2 separate regions of the Arachis hypogaea genome follow, and region 2 is linked to region 1. The links are chromatin contacts, called in public Hi-C maps. All regions are on one chromosome and are shown on one strand. The core of a region is the stretch at or near the end of the contact, and the rest is flanking DNA. Distances in the headings are between cores, read along the strand shown.

Region 1 (7,057 bases), core at 721-3,220:
AGATTGATTAAATGATATAGACTGGAATACTAATCCATGGTCTTGCCTAAATTGTTAACCTTGCAGATAAGGAAAAAATTACCCAAAATTAATCGGAAACTTGCAGCACGCCTCCTCAAAAGTGAAGAAGCTGAAAATGAGAACAGAGATGCTGGTGATGATGAAAATAAAAAGTCATCCAAGAAAAAGAAAGGGATTATCATGGAAGATCTTCAAGACGAGCGATTTAAAGCGATATTTACAAACAAGGTACTACAATCAGAAATATACCAGTTGTTATTAGTCCTTTAACAAATAGGCTGAGATAAATTAAAGCTCATACCTTGTAACGATAAATATTTATTTTTGGATGCACTGTAAATTTAGATGCCTGTAAGTTAAATTTCATTAATGTACGTGAGAGCACTAATGGGACATTTGGCTTATGCATAGAGTTTGTTTTATTAATTCTCCACTTTGAACATGATATTTCCTCTTTCAGACAGTTACTCATGCTACTTTTATTTCAGGAATACGAGATTAAGGAGACCTCAGATGAATATCTGGCTTTACATCCCGTAGGTGGTTCTAAGAAGCAACCTTCCTTGCTAGAAGAGCATTTTGAACCTGCTGAGTCGGATGATGATCAAAGTGAAAGTGAGACTGATGTATCAGCATCATCAGAAGATGAACTTTCGAAACCTCGGGTACCAAGGTAAAGAATCTATTACCAATTTGCAGAGGCTCTTATCAATCAGGATTTGGTGCTTTCTATCCAGTTATTATAATAAAAGAGTCTAGTTTTCATCATCTATGAAATCAAGTTCTTTACCCTATTGGCTGCCTGTTTATGGAACATGCCAATTCCTTTATGTTTTTTTTTTTATTCTTTGTTGATTCTTAATTACTGAGATAATTTTCCTTATATGCACAGAATGTATGAAGTTAAGAATGAGCAGCACGCAGAGGCGTTCTGGAGTCAGAAGTCACTTGCTGGTGAGGAATCACTTCCTATGGGGGATAGAGTGGCAGCTCTCAAAGATCAACAATATTCTCGTAGTGTACCGAATGGTGTTAAGCAGGGTCCAGGAGGATCGCGGGAAATAACTTTCACAGCGAGAAGCAAAGCCAAGTACAGAGAAGACGACGAGGATCAAGAAAAGCCACACCAGAAAAGGAGAGGAGTTCAGTCTTTGGGACTTAAGCCGCCAAGAGGAGGAGGCTTTCGCGGTAGAGGGAATAGAGGGAACCGTGGCAATGGCAGAAGAGGACGGAGATAATGCCCTTTCACTCTCTTAAAGTATAATATCATTTGATTCTTTAAATATGATTTTGCTTCATTTTTCTTTTTCATTAAAAATGTTTAGGCTGGGTGGAGGGATGGAATTAGTCTTAAGTTCTAATGTTGCTTAACTTTTATAGTCCACTCGCCATTTCTATGGCACATATAAAGGGCTTAAGGCACTAATTGGCATGGCTTTAGGGCATTTTTGTTGTATTATATTTCATTTATTACGTGCTTAATGGAATTAACGACAGTAATTAGAATGGCCATTTTAAAGTTTTACTGGACTAAAATTGAAAGAAAAATTTATATATGGATTAAGAACTTATTTATGCATATAACATATATGGTGAAAGTGTTATCCTATTTTGTTATTAGATCTACCATGATATTGGACATAAAATCTCAATGAGTTCATTGCAGTCTTTTAAGGAGATGTTTGGCAACTTTCAAAATCTACATATATACAATAAAACAGAAACGGTTATGTAAGAAACGAATTAATTTCTTCGTCAACAGTTTAGTTTCACACATGAAAATTAATTCAAAATTACAAAAAGAAATAGGTATCAGCATCGAAAGGTGGTGTTTCCAGGCATTGCGTTTTGGTTGTTGGCGGCATGGGTGCATGGTGGTAGTCATCGGCAATGGTTGATCGTTGTTGAACGGGTAGCTAGTGACCGTGGGGCAAGAGGTGGTTGCTAGTGGTGGTAGTTGCTGGAAAGGCAGTGGTTGCCAATGCTAAGTAGTTGTTGGTGGTTGTAAGGGTAGGTAGGTCATCGGTAGTCGTCGACAACTAGCAGTGGTTGTTGGTGGGGATGGTGGTTGCCAGGTATCGTCGGTGGTCATATATCGGCAACAAGTAGTGGTTGTAGTTTTGGTGGTTAGCAGTAGCAAAAGGAAGTAAAATAAAGTAGAGAGAAAATTGGGCTTAATTAAATCTAATGAAAATTCCTTAATCTATTTGTGAAGTAAACAAATAATAATATGAAAAGACTAGGTATCAAGCGGATTTTGGGCCAAACACTTTCTTAGCATTGTTCATGTGTGTATATTGAAATGATTTTGAGTTTCTTTTTATGTGTTTAATGTTATTCCCAAGTCAAGTTTTTATATTGTACAAAAAAAAAAAATTAATTAAATTTATGTAATTTAAACCTTTCTACGAAAGTTTTAGTTTAAAAAAAAAATATGTAATTAGGTTTCTAAGCTCTTTGAAAGAAATAATTAGAAAAAGAATATAATCCATTCCCATTTCTAATGAAGTAGTACTAATTTTTTTTTTACCACATGATTATGTATTATTAGTTCTTTAACTAGAATATATATATTTTTTCAATTGATGTTGTTAAATGTGACATTTTACTCGGTAACATCTTCTCTTTATACATATTAAAAAAATGTAAAATGATGGAAAATATACTTAATAATAGCATCGATAGAGAGGATTCAATATTTTTTAGTTAAGAAGCAGAGGAATGAATTTGCCTGGCTATGCTGAAACAAAAGGAATCCTTACTAACTTACAAGCATGTCAAATTTTGAGACAACACCTTCCATTTCACTTTCCCAATAACACTTTTCTTTTTCTATGCTCCCTCATTAATCAATACATACAGGAGAATACTATGTATGCCATATGTTCTTTTCTTCTTCCCTATGCTTTCTCTCTTTCTCCTTCCTTTTTTATTTTAATTATATTTTCTTCCCCTATAGTCTTGCTTGTAGGATTCTATACTAATAATACTGTACCATTCTTCTCTTCCGGCATTAAAGGAATTTCCAACAAAGGTAACAATTAATACCATTCAGACCCTAATGCTTCTAAGTATATTAGTAGTATGCTTTGGAGTAGCATCTTTTAATTAATATTTGCATGCTATCACGTTTTCTTGTAGGATTGGATTAGATAATATTTTTAATATATAATTATTTAGTTACATAATTAGTAATTAGTTGGCAATGAGTAATGCCTACCACTTGTGTTGTGTTTGTAATTAATTACTGTTATTGATCATATCAATGTGTTATTGTTTTTTCTTCTTATGGATTTTTATATTATATTAGTATTTCATATTGTTCTAGCTAGACAAGCAAATCGGTTGCTTATCATTTGCGAATCTGATTCTGGTGAATTTAAAAATGGTAATTATTTCATTAAGTATGTAATAAGTATCATTCATTTTATGTTAACATATAATAAAAATAAACTAATCTCAAGATATTTAATTTATTTACTAGAAAAGTTTTTACTGAATATATTAAAAAATGAAAATAATTAGAACTGTTTAGATTTGTTTGTCTAGAAAAAGAACATTTTGCATTTTTATATAGAGCACGTGATAGGTCGTGTTGTGCATCAATTGATATATATTAACTAAAATATGATTTATTATATATATATTTGCATCTTACTTTGTATCTATTAATAGCTTTTAAAGAACATCTTCCCTTTCCTTTTCTAGTTGGGAGAGTATGTAATTTATATTGTGATGGGTATAAAGTTTCATTTGATAGATATAATACGGTATACCTTAATGGTCATTAAAAATAATTATATTAATTAACTATAAAAAAAGTAATAGTATTTTTAACAATTAATAATTGTATAAAAATGTTTAAATAAACATATTTTTGGCAGTCTCCTAATTTTCATAAAAAAACATTTAATATTTTTTATTATAGTCAATAATTATTTGAAAAAAATTATTTTATAAATAAATATTTAATTTGATCTTTAAAAAAGTTTTATCAGACACTTTAATTTCTAACAAAATTTTATTATTCAAAAGTCTTCAAAAACTATTCTCTTTAGACACGTCTGTTTTTCTGTCATTTTGAAGGAGACTAATTTATCTTATATTAATATTTTTGGGATCTAATTATTTTATAATAAAATTTATTAAAAAAATTTTATTTGACACGAATATTAAAAATTTAATTAAAAGCGATGGAGGACTCCAACGAAAATAAATCTCATAGATTTCTAAAAAAATAAAAGGTTCGATCTAATTTTTCTGAAAACCAATTTAAGTATTTACTCTAATTGTTTACAAGAACTATGTTACATTACAAAAACAAAAAAAATAGTCATCAAATAAGACATTCTTATAAAATACGTATTAAATAATATATACATTTATATACAAATATATAATAATGATTATGTTTTTGTGCACATAATTTTTTGTTGTTTGCAAATATTTTTGGCAATTACTTTATTGTAAAAAAATAAAAAAAGACTAGCAACACTTTTACTATCTAAAGTTTATCAAATCATTCCTAATTTCTAAAGTTTAATTAAAAATGGGCACATGTAAAATTACTTTAGGAGATTTAATTTGTAAAAATCAGTAATCACAAAAACCTTAAACTCCTTTTTCTTCATAGATATATTACCTTTAATAAGTAGTTGTATCCAAAAGAGGATGTAGATTGGGAAGAGATATAATAAGGTGTATGGTAGTGTGCTTTTTTCCTACAAAACAAAGAACTTGCAAGTGGGCCCCACATGGCGGTGGATGGATCTATTTGCATTCTCTGGGAATCATTTTTCTTGACAGTGACGCATCCTATGCTCCTGCTGCCAACCGCACACAAACCTTTTTTCTTCTTTTCTTTCACTAACTTAGTTGTAAAAGCCTTAAAAGGTTATAATCTTCATTGAAAATTGTGCTTTAATCCTTCTTTTCTATTTAGCTAATTACAATAATTATCTATGTAGGTCTAAATCTCTAAATTTCATATAGTGGTTCATGTGTCCACTTTTATTTTATTTTATTTTTATTTTTAATGTATGACCTGTATTTCACATTTAGACATTTATTCCTTTTTATCATTGAATCTTACTATTATCATGTATATAACATCAACTTTAATTTATTTAATGTGAAACTAATTAAAGTGATGATAGATAACTTGAAAAATATTTTTATTCATTATTGAAGTATTTCGTGTCAAACAATGATTAATCATTCATTAACTTGTAAACACTTTAATAGATACAATTATTAGTTTACAAATTTAAAATTTTAAAATTATTTAAAAGATAATAAAAATTAATCTAAAATAGTCTAATTTTTTATTTTATAATATTATATGTAATATTTATGAATTACAGATACTATATGCATCAAAATTATGAATATTAAACTAAATAAATTTATTTTGAATTATTGTCTCTTTAATATTATTGTAAACTATTTTTGTGAGCTCTCAATATATTTTTTTTCCCTTATCGCCAGATCACATAATCTTCAGTTAATTATGATGATTAATTTTTCATTTCTAGACATTTGATAGAAATAGAACAATCTAATAAAGTCTCAAAATTTTTCATATTTCAAGAGAAAATTAAACCTTTTAATACCTGGTTAAAAAAATGAAACTCTTTATTATTACTCAATTGGACTCTCAATATATATAAGTCTTAAACGAGAATAAGACTTAAGACCTAATATTTCAATCACTACTCGCTAATTATTTATTATTAAGAAATTTATTGTCCTTGTTAAAACCTCTGCATCCCGAATTATTGAATTTATGATCATAAAGGCTTGAAATATATTTAAAAAAAAAAAGAAATTAAATAAAACTATTTTATGTAATGATTAATTAGCTGAGCAATCAGCATCACTATGTTCCTTACATTGCTTGCATATTCCTCAATTTGATGAATTGATGATGCTGTTACATTGCCTATATATTAATTATTATTTCCCTTTATTCCATATCCAAGTTATCATAAAGCTAAATGTGTCCCTCTTCTACTATTTATAAAGATTATTGGCTTATAGATCAAGTTCCCTACTTTTTCTTTTTTACTACTTGCTTCTTCATTCTTATAACTTAGCTTCCGGATTTATACTCAATCATGTTCACCATCAACTATCACTAAACTTTTTTTTTTTTCTCATTAGTTTATGGTCACGCCTACCTTTTAGGAACCTTAAAGAGTAAAGACAAAGAAACGTAAAAATGAAGCCATGGGGATTGATTAAAAAAATTGTCTATGCACCAAAGTTCACATGACCCTAATTAATTCTGTCACAAAAAAAAAGTCAATTGACATGTATTAACAACTTTTTCACTTAATTTACTTTTTATATACATTTCTTCATGGAGAAAAATGCAATGCTATGGGTACTTTTCTGTAAAAAAAAAAATTAATGGATTTAATAAATAAATGTGGTAAATACTAAATACTTTTTATATTATTTAAATACTGTCCTTGGGGTATTTGTTAAAGTTACATTTAATGAAATAAGTTTAATCATCTCTATAATAAGCACCTTGAAAATTGTAAATTTTTAGGGTTTTAATAATTTTTTAAAATATTATGCATCTGAATCATTCAAAATAATAAATTTGATTAGAGACCTTTTACTAATTTTTATGCATCTACTGCATTGGGATTGCTTTAATTAGCTTGGTAAAAAGGAGTATTGAGTGACACTGAATAGTTCATTAGCACACTTCAAGAAGAATTTTTCCCAAATTCTATAAAACCTTAAAAATATTTTTTTTTTACTTCAATAAATGTATTTTTTTTGGTCAGTCAATAAATGTATAAATACATTAATAATTTAACCTTTTATATTTTTTCTATATTTTTTAATTGATAAATTTATTACCAGATATATATTAACTAAATCCAATAAAATAATTCAAGTTTTTCATCAGCAAATTTAATGAAATCATAAGCAAACTTCAAGATAGTCAACAGCTAACTTTCATATAAAGTTATTATTGTTATTGTTATTGAAAATTCATGCATCAATGCAAGAACAGAAA
Region 2 (6,529 bases), core at 147-2,646, 71 kb after region 1:
GTGGGAGACGGGCTCAGAATCAACCTAAAAAGATGGGTCCATCTTTGATTAATATGTGAGAAGCCCATCTCCAATATATGCCTCATCATTCATCACAAGGACATAGGAATCTAATGATGAGGGAATTGAGGATGCCACAAATGATTAAGTTAAAAGATTTACAAAACCAAATATGATAAGAGGGTTTGATCAATAGTATGTAGTATGTAGTATATATAGTAGTTTCTAACGTGAATGTGACTGACTCATGAATCATTGTCACCGCAAAAAATGGCATACTTCGCTTCCCATGTCCACAGCTTCATTAAGCTAAGAAAATGAGTCAAAGAGTGGTGCTTCACTAATCAGGGAATTACTCTTTCGTAAACCTTTGGACTGCAGTTGGAATACCTGAAGGGAACTCTGATACTAAAGTCAGTAGGTGTTTTAGTGAAGTGTGGATAAAAAACTGAATTAAAATACTTGAAGATTGTCGTTTATTTTTTTGACAGAGAGAATGGGCTTAGAAACCCAAAGAAGAGAACCAACACAATTACATCACTTGAGTCACAAATTAGAGATTTCTCTACTGAATCAAGATTGGACCCTGATCGAACCATTAAGTTGTTAAGCTTGTTAGGCCAGGTCGGCTGAAATGGCGCAAGTTGGCCTTTTTTTACCTGTAGCGTACGTTTGGGCCTCAAATACTTTGGGTCTTTTTACAAACAGAATTATTTTCAACATTTAATCTTGTTTAATTTTATTTCTAAAATTGAAAATAAATATCAATTTTTTTGTATAGTTAATTTTTTTGTTAATCAAAGATTAATAATCTTTTTTATTATTGTTTTACCTCTTATCAATACTTTCTATCCTTCCCATTATCATCACCGTCGTCCCCACAATCCTTCCCCTACTCTACCCCTCAGCCATCATCATCAACATGGTGAACTAGTGGTAGTGGAACATGGGTGATGGTAATTGACAATGAGTTAAACACTAAAGTGGTCCCTGAGATTCATAAAATGCACCGATTCAGTTCCTGAGTTTCTAATTGCATAAATTTAGTCCTCCAGATTGAAAAAAATGCATCAAGTTAGTCTCCCGCATATTTTCCGGCCAGATTCCTTACCGCCGGGAGTGACGTGGCGAATGAGTGCCACGCTGGATGAACGAAAACGACGTCGTATTGGGTTTTGGCGCTAAATCCACTAATAGACGACACCGTTTCAACTCAGCATCTACAAAACTTTCAAACCCCCTCCCCCAATATTCAAAGATCACTTCGTCTTCTTCATCTCCTGCGAACTGAAACCATCAAACCCTGGCATTCTAGACTCCTGTCATGACTTTTCGAAGTGAAACAATCTGGAGTTCAGTGGAACCTCTTCATCGTTGGCTGAAGATCGGTGAAGGAAGGAGCAAAGATTCTGCCTGAAATCTCCTGTGACACAGGTAGGCATGCAGAATATTACATAGTATTTTTCTGTTCTACGTAATGGTAAGGTATCGTACATTATGGATTTTACTCGGGAATTTGGTGTAGATTGATGGGAAACCATGGATGCTATGTTAGTGGATAGGGTTTTCGCATTGGGTGGTGCGGGTAGGGGTAATCGGAATGCTCTGTTTTCAAACCGAAAATATGAAATTTCTATAATGGCATGGTGACTGAAGTAGTTGTTAGTTAGGGATTTTGGCATATGATCTGTTGTTGATTGTGGATTCTATATTTTAGTAAAAATGTTGTATATTTTTTTTTCCAATACAGATGGAGAAGTTGCTGGATATAATGTTCTATCATGGTAGAACGTTTAAGAAGAATGCTGATGGAAAGTTGGTTTACTCACCTGACAATAAAGCTTGCTTAGGTGATTTAGATGAGAATAGACTTGATGTCTTCTTCATCAGGAACTATTTCAAGGAGTTGGGATATGACAAGGTAATTGAGTGTTGGTGGCTGGTTCCGGAGAGGAGCTTGGAGTACACCTGCAACATCGGGAGTACACTGGGAGTACACCTGCACCTGAAGCAACCAACAGTACCAATCCGGCAACATCGGCAGCTGACATTCCACCCCCAGTGTCTGGACCGCAAGCTGAAGAGGTTGAATTATCCCAACCAAGCTATGGTGGAACACAAGATGAGGTATAAAATGTCCCAAATGATTTGTTGTTCATAATCCTATATTTAACTCCCCTTTTTACAGTAACTCATTTAACTTATTACACTTCAAGCAGGCACCACCACCAGCAACAAAGCCACCTAAGTTACCAACTACTAAACGGAAGACCACACCACAACCAGTAACTTCTTCTGTTGATCCCATGCAAGGAGCAACTGCAGCCACAGCTTCAAGATTGGAAAGGTTCATGAAGATGGTTCCAACACCTCAGTTCAAGGCACCAAGAAAGAAGAACCCTTGATTAGGATGTTGTAGCAGCTGCTTTAACAACATATATGGGATTTGGGCATTGGTTGATATTTTGGATTTTTTGTTACCTCTCTTAGGGAATGGCTCTTATGTAGACTGTATGGTTTATTTTGATTTTCTGGTAGTAGATAATTTAACAGAGTTTATGCTTGAAGGTAGCTTGTTTCAGTCTGTTTATCCTTATGTGGACAACTGCAACTATGTTACATTGACAATGTCTTGTTTATAATCTACAAAACTACTATTATCAATTTACATTTTATGTTCATTCAGTTTGGTTTCTATTTTTGTAAAATCTATCTACAAATAACACACCAATAAATTAAACATTTCCCATACATTCATTAACAGATGCTTCCAAACACAGTTCTTACACTTTTCTCATCACAAGTGAAACAAGTTCTTCCATTTTTAACATCACACCTAAAACAACAACATAGAAAAAAACAACAATCCTAACATTTGTATCATATATTTCTGGGTCCTTAACTCAGCCTCCAAATTGCCAATCCTCAAAGCAAGACTAACGCTCACTTCTTTATTGTTGTATGCAGCAGTGTCTTCCAAATTTCCTTTATCATCTTCTCCAATGTCTGCCCATCGAAAGAAGCCACACCATTTTCTTCCACTACTCTGTGAACATGAAATTTAACTGTTACCATCAAATTAGTCAGCAACAAATCTTCATGAAACACTCGTATTGTAATTCGGGCATCCAAAGAAGGGCTTATTTAGGTGGGTTTCCGTTCCAGACCATCGGAGCACAGGACGTTTCCCACACCCACACCGCTCTGGTACTCGCGTGCCTCTACTCTGACTTGGCCTCCTTGTGCATGATCGCAAAGAACTTCCCTCTCCTTCATCTGCACGTCCAACCATCCTCCAACCAGCAAAGCAATGGGTACGAGAATGAACAAGGAAAAAGAAGAAGAAGAAGAAGAATAAGAAGAGGAAGAAGAAGAAGACGAAGAAGAGAAGAAGACAAAGATGTGCTGTGCCAATTCAGAGTTAGGGTTTAAAAAAGGAATCAGGGACAACATTGGTGCATCAAGTTTCATTTGCCACATCATCCAACCGTTGGACACTCCAGCGTGGCACTCATTCGCCACGTCACTCCCGGCGGTAAGGAATCTGGCCGGAAAATATGCGGGGGACCAACTTGATGCATTTTTTTCAATCTGGAGGACTAAATTTGTGCAATTGGGAACTCAGGGACTAAATCGGTGCATTTTATGAATCTCAGGGACCACTTTGGTGTTTAACTCAATTGACAATAGAGACAATGGTGGGATGGTGTTGATGATGACCAAATAATAGATAAAAATATAAAATCGTAAAACAAAAAGAAAAAAATTAACTAAGTTTTTAATGCCACAATTAATAATAAAAAGAATTTGTAAATTAAAAGGCAAAATTAAATCAAATTAAATTTTAAATATTTTTTATTTTTCAAATACTTCACCATAGAAAGGGGAAAAAAAAAATAAAGTTTACCCAAATAAATACATCTTCTGTTCTTGGACTTGGATTCGGTCTCTATTCAATTGGGCCATTAAACCCATGACCAATTCAGTAATTTCCCAAGAGTAGAAAAAGACTACTCCCACCAAAACAAAAATCCTTGTTCCCTCCATTGAGTATGGTTTTTTACTCGGATACTGAAATTTGAAGCCGAAAGTGCAACTCTCTTGCTGTGGTCTGCAGCACGCCTGTGACTTGTGAGGTTAAAACTTAAAAGTTTTCTTTTGCTTCTGTCCCCCATTTTCTAAGGAAGCCAACATTCCACAGCAATATGAATCAAGTTGAGGTTACATCCCAAAATAGTGGATAAAGTTTTAGCACCATACAAGCTCCAATTCTTTTTTACCCAAATTTAAAGCAAGCATAACATATCTACTCTAATAGGAGATAACTACTTGGAGCTTTCTACTAGTGAACAATATTATTACATGCAACAAATAGACAGATACACCACCTTGTTTACATTACCTATACAACTAACAACTATCATTCTGACAAAATGTACAACAGATAATAAATATACGAAATTTAGTATCCTACTGCATGTGTTGCAGAAGTATAAAGGAATAATTACCACTTCAGTAAGACACCAAACCACTTACATTGTTCAGCAAAACCAAGCTTTCTGCATAATAACCAGAATATAGATACCATGTGTATCCCTCCCCTCCAATTCCGAGCTCTGTAAATCTTTTCCTCTCGATATCCAGCGAGTACAGGTTTCCCTTTCCTGTCTCATCCATAAGCAGCAACACCTCTCCACTCTTCCTGATGCACAATGCCACTGGTGGACTAGTCACATTAGCCACCGATATCCCCCATGCCGGCACCTCCAAACTAAACCCCCTCAACGTGAAACTAAAGACCTTGTTCCAAGACTCCACAACACCATACTCCTTCATCACCCAAATTTCACAGCAGGAGGGAAATCCCCCACCAACGGAGAACACACTAAGCTCCTCCCTACCCCCAATGACTGTGACACTGTCCTCGGGCGCATAAGCCAAGCTCTCCGGAAGCAACACCTCACCAAACACCTCATGAACAAAGTCAAACGACAGCACAAAATGGTACCATCCGTAATCACCCTCCCGGCGTTGTGCACCCCAATGCACAATCTTGTTGACAAAACCATGCGGAGCATCCTTACCCACACAAGCTAAACTACAAACAGGAGTAGAACCACTCAAAGTTCTCCAAAACCCAGTTGCAAGAGAGTAAACCTCAACAGTGGGTGCACTGAAACCATACCTTCATCAAAGCAAGGATAACAGCATTTGAATATTTTGATGCATAATGTTTCATCAACAAATGATATCTATCGATGGAAAACGTAAATTATGATCACTAAGGATTAGTATCTAATAAGTTGAGTTTAATTTTGATGCACTGAACACGGTAAAATGTTTTGTACAGTCGTCTAATAGCATCTATCCTTTTAACTACCATAATCCAAACAATAAAATTAGGGATTAATTTCTACCCACTTGTATTTTATTTTGATAATCAATAAATGTAATTCAAAAAATAATTATAGTACGAAGTAAACTAGAATCCATAGAAAGATTAAAAGTTAAAAAGTTGTTTTTGATTCGACACCTTTCATCGTCGACCATGCATGAGAGCCTGACAACCTTGTAATCTTGATGGAGAGGATCAAAGGCGAAGGCAACAGTGGCAGTGTAGAGAGAACGGTAGTGGCGGGGTCGGGGGAGGCTGACGTAGCGGCGGAGAGAAGGGTTGCAGATGACAAGGGAGTGGCAGTGGTGGCCGGCGGTGATGCAGACAAGGCCATGGCAGAGTCCGACGACAGAGAATTCGCGGTAGAGGGCGGTAGGAGGGAGGAGGAGGGTGGAGCCGGAGTCGGAGAGGAAGGGATCGTCGTGGCGGAGGGAGTAGCGGACGGCGCAGGGAGAGGGGCTGGGGTGGGAGCGCTCATTGCAGAGTTGGAGGAGGAGGAGGGGAGGGGAGTGGCGGAGGTGAAGGGAGATGAAGGAAGGTGTTAAGATGAGATCCCGCCATGATTTAGAGACGGCGGTGCATCTGATTAGGGATTTGGGCGGCAGCCGGCGGAGGATGTTGGCTACTATTTCTTCCGGGATGTGCTCCGCCTCCGTCATATTGGAATCGGAAGATTATTATTTTCCACTTTTTTTAATTTCAGTTCTCCAGCTTATCACTTTCTCTTCCAATCTCTCTAGCCTCTACTCTCTTCGTTAAGAAACGTAAATTAGTCTCTCACGTATTTCCTATCTCAACTTTGTTAGTTGACGCATGTAATTCAAAATGAAATATTAAAATGGCAACAACTTTATTTTAGAAAAATTATCCAAAATTGTTAAAATTAAAATTACACCAAGGAACTAATTGTTAATATCTTCTTTACTATATTCAAATAAAAATATCTTCGTGCGAATAATTATTTATTAGTGAGTACAAAAACAACAAATCGTAAAAGAGGTATATATTTTCACATGAAATAATAATATTCTAGTTTTTTTTTTTTTGGTGACTTTTCTAGTTTAAGTTTGACCAACTCAAAAGTAATATTTTACATATTTTTTATTAATTTAGGATCATATTTTATTATGAAAT

The links. A called contact is a pair of places that touch in the nucleus more often than the background predicts.
Region 2: a Hi-C map of leaf shows a contact between it and region 1, with 4 times the contacts expected there. The contact joins the promoter of LOC140174999 here to the enhancer-like site in region 1. A contact is called at or near these places in 3 of 8 Hi-C or Micro-C datasets (leaf and an unstated tissue).

The regions. Positions count from the first base shown.
Region 1 is chr9:106,252,016-106,259,072 of arahy.Tifrunner.gnm2.J5K5, forward strand. LOC112711508 reads left to right here. Exons shown (of 16, transcript XM_025764182.3): 14 at 67-249; 15 at 510-694; 16 at 914-1,533. The coding sequence ends at 1,259. Among protein-coding and RNA genes, the nearest start is that of LOC112711508, 8.8 kb to the left of the region's middle. Within about 2 kb of position 1,971, at least 2 of the 3 cell types and tissues checked have open chromatin away from gene starts, as enhancers often do.
Region 2 is chr9:106,323,382-106,329,910 of arahy.Tifrunner.gnm2.J5K5, forward strand. LOC140174999 reads left to right here and starts at 1,397. Exons shown (of 3, transcript XM_072201901.1): 1 at 1,397-1,434; 2 at 1,751-2,127; 3 at 2,220-2,685. The coding sequence starts at 1,751. The coding sequence ends at 2,289. LOC112711513 (putative F-box protein At1g32420) reads right to left here and starts at 6,292. Exons shown (of 2, transcript XM_025764187.2): 1 at 5,534-6,292; 2 at 4,330-5,185. The coding sequence starts at 6,054. The coding sequence ends at 4,513.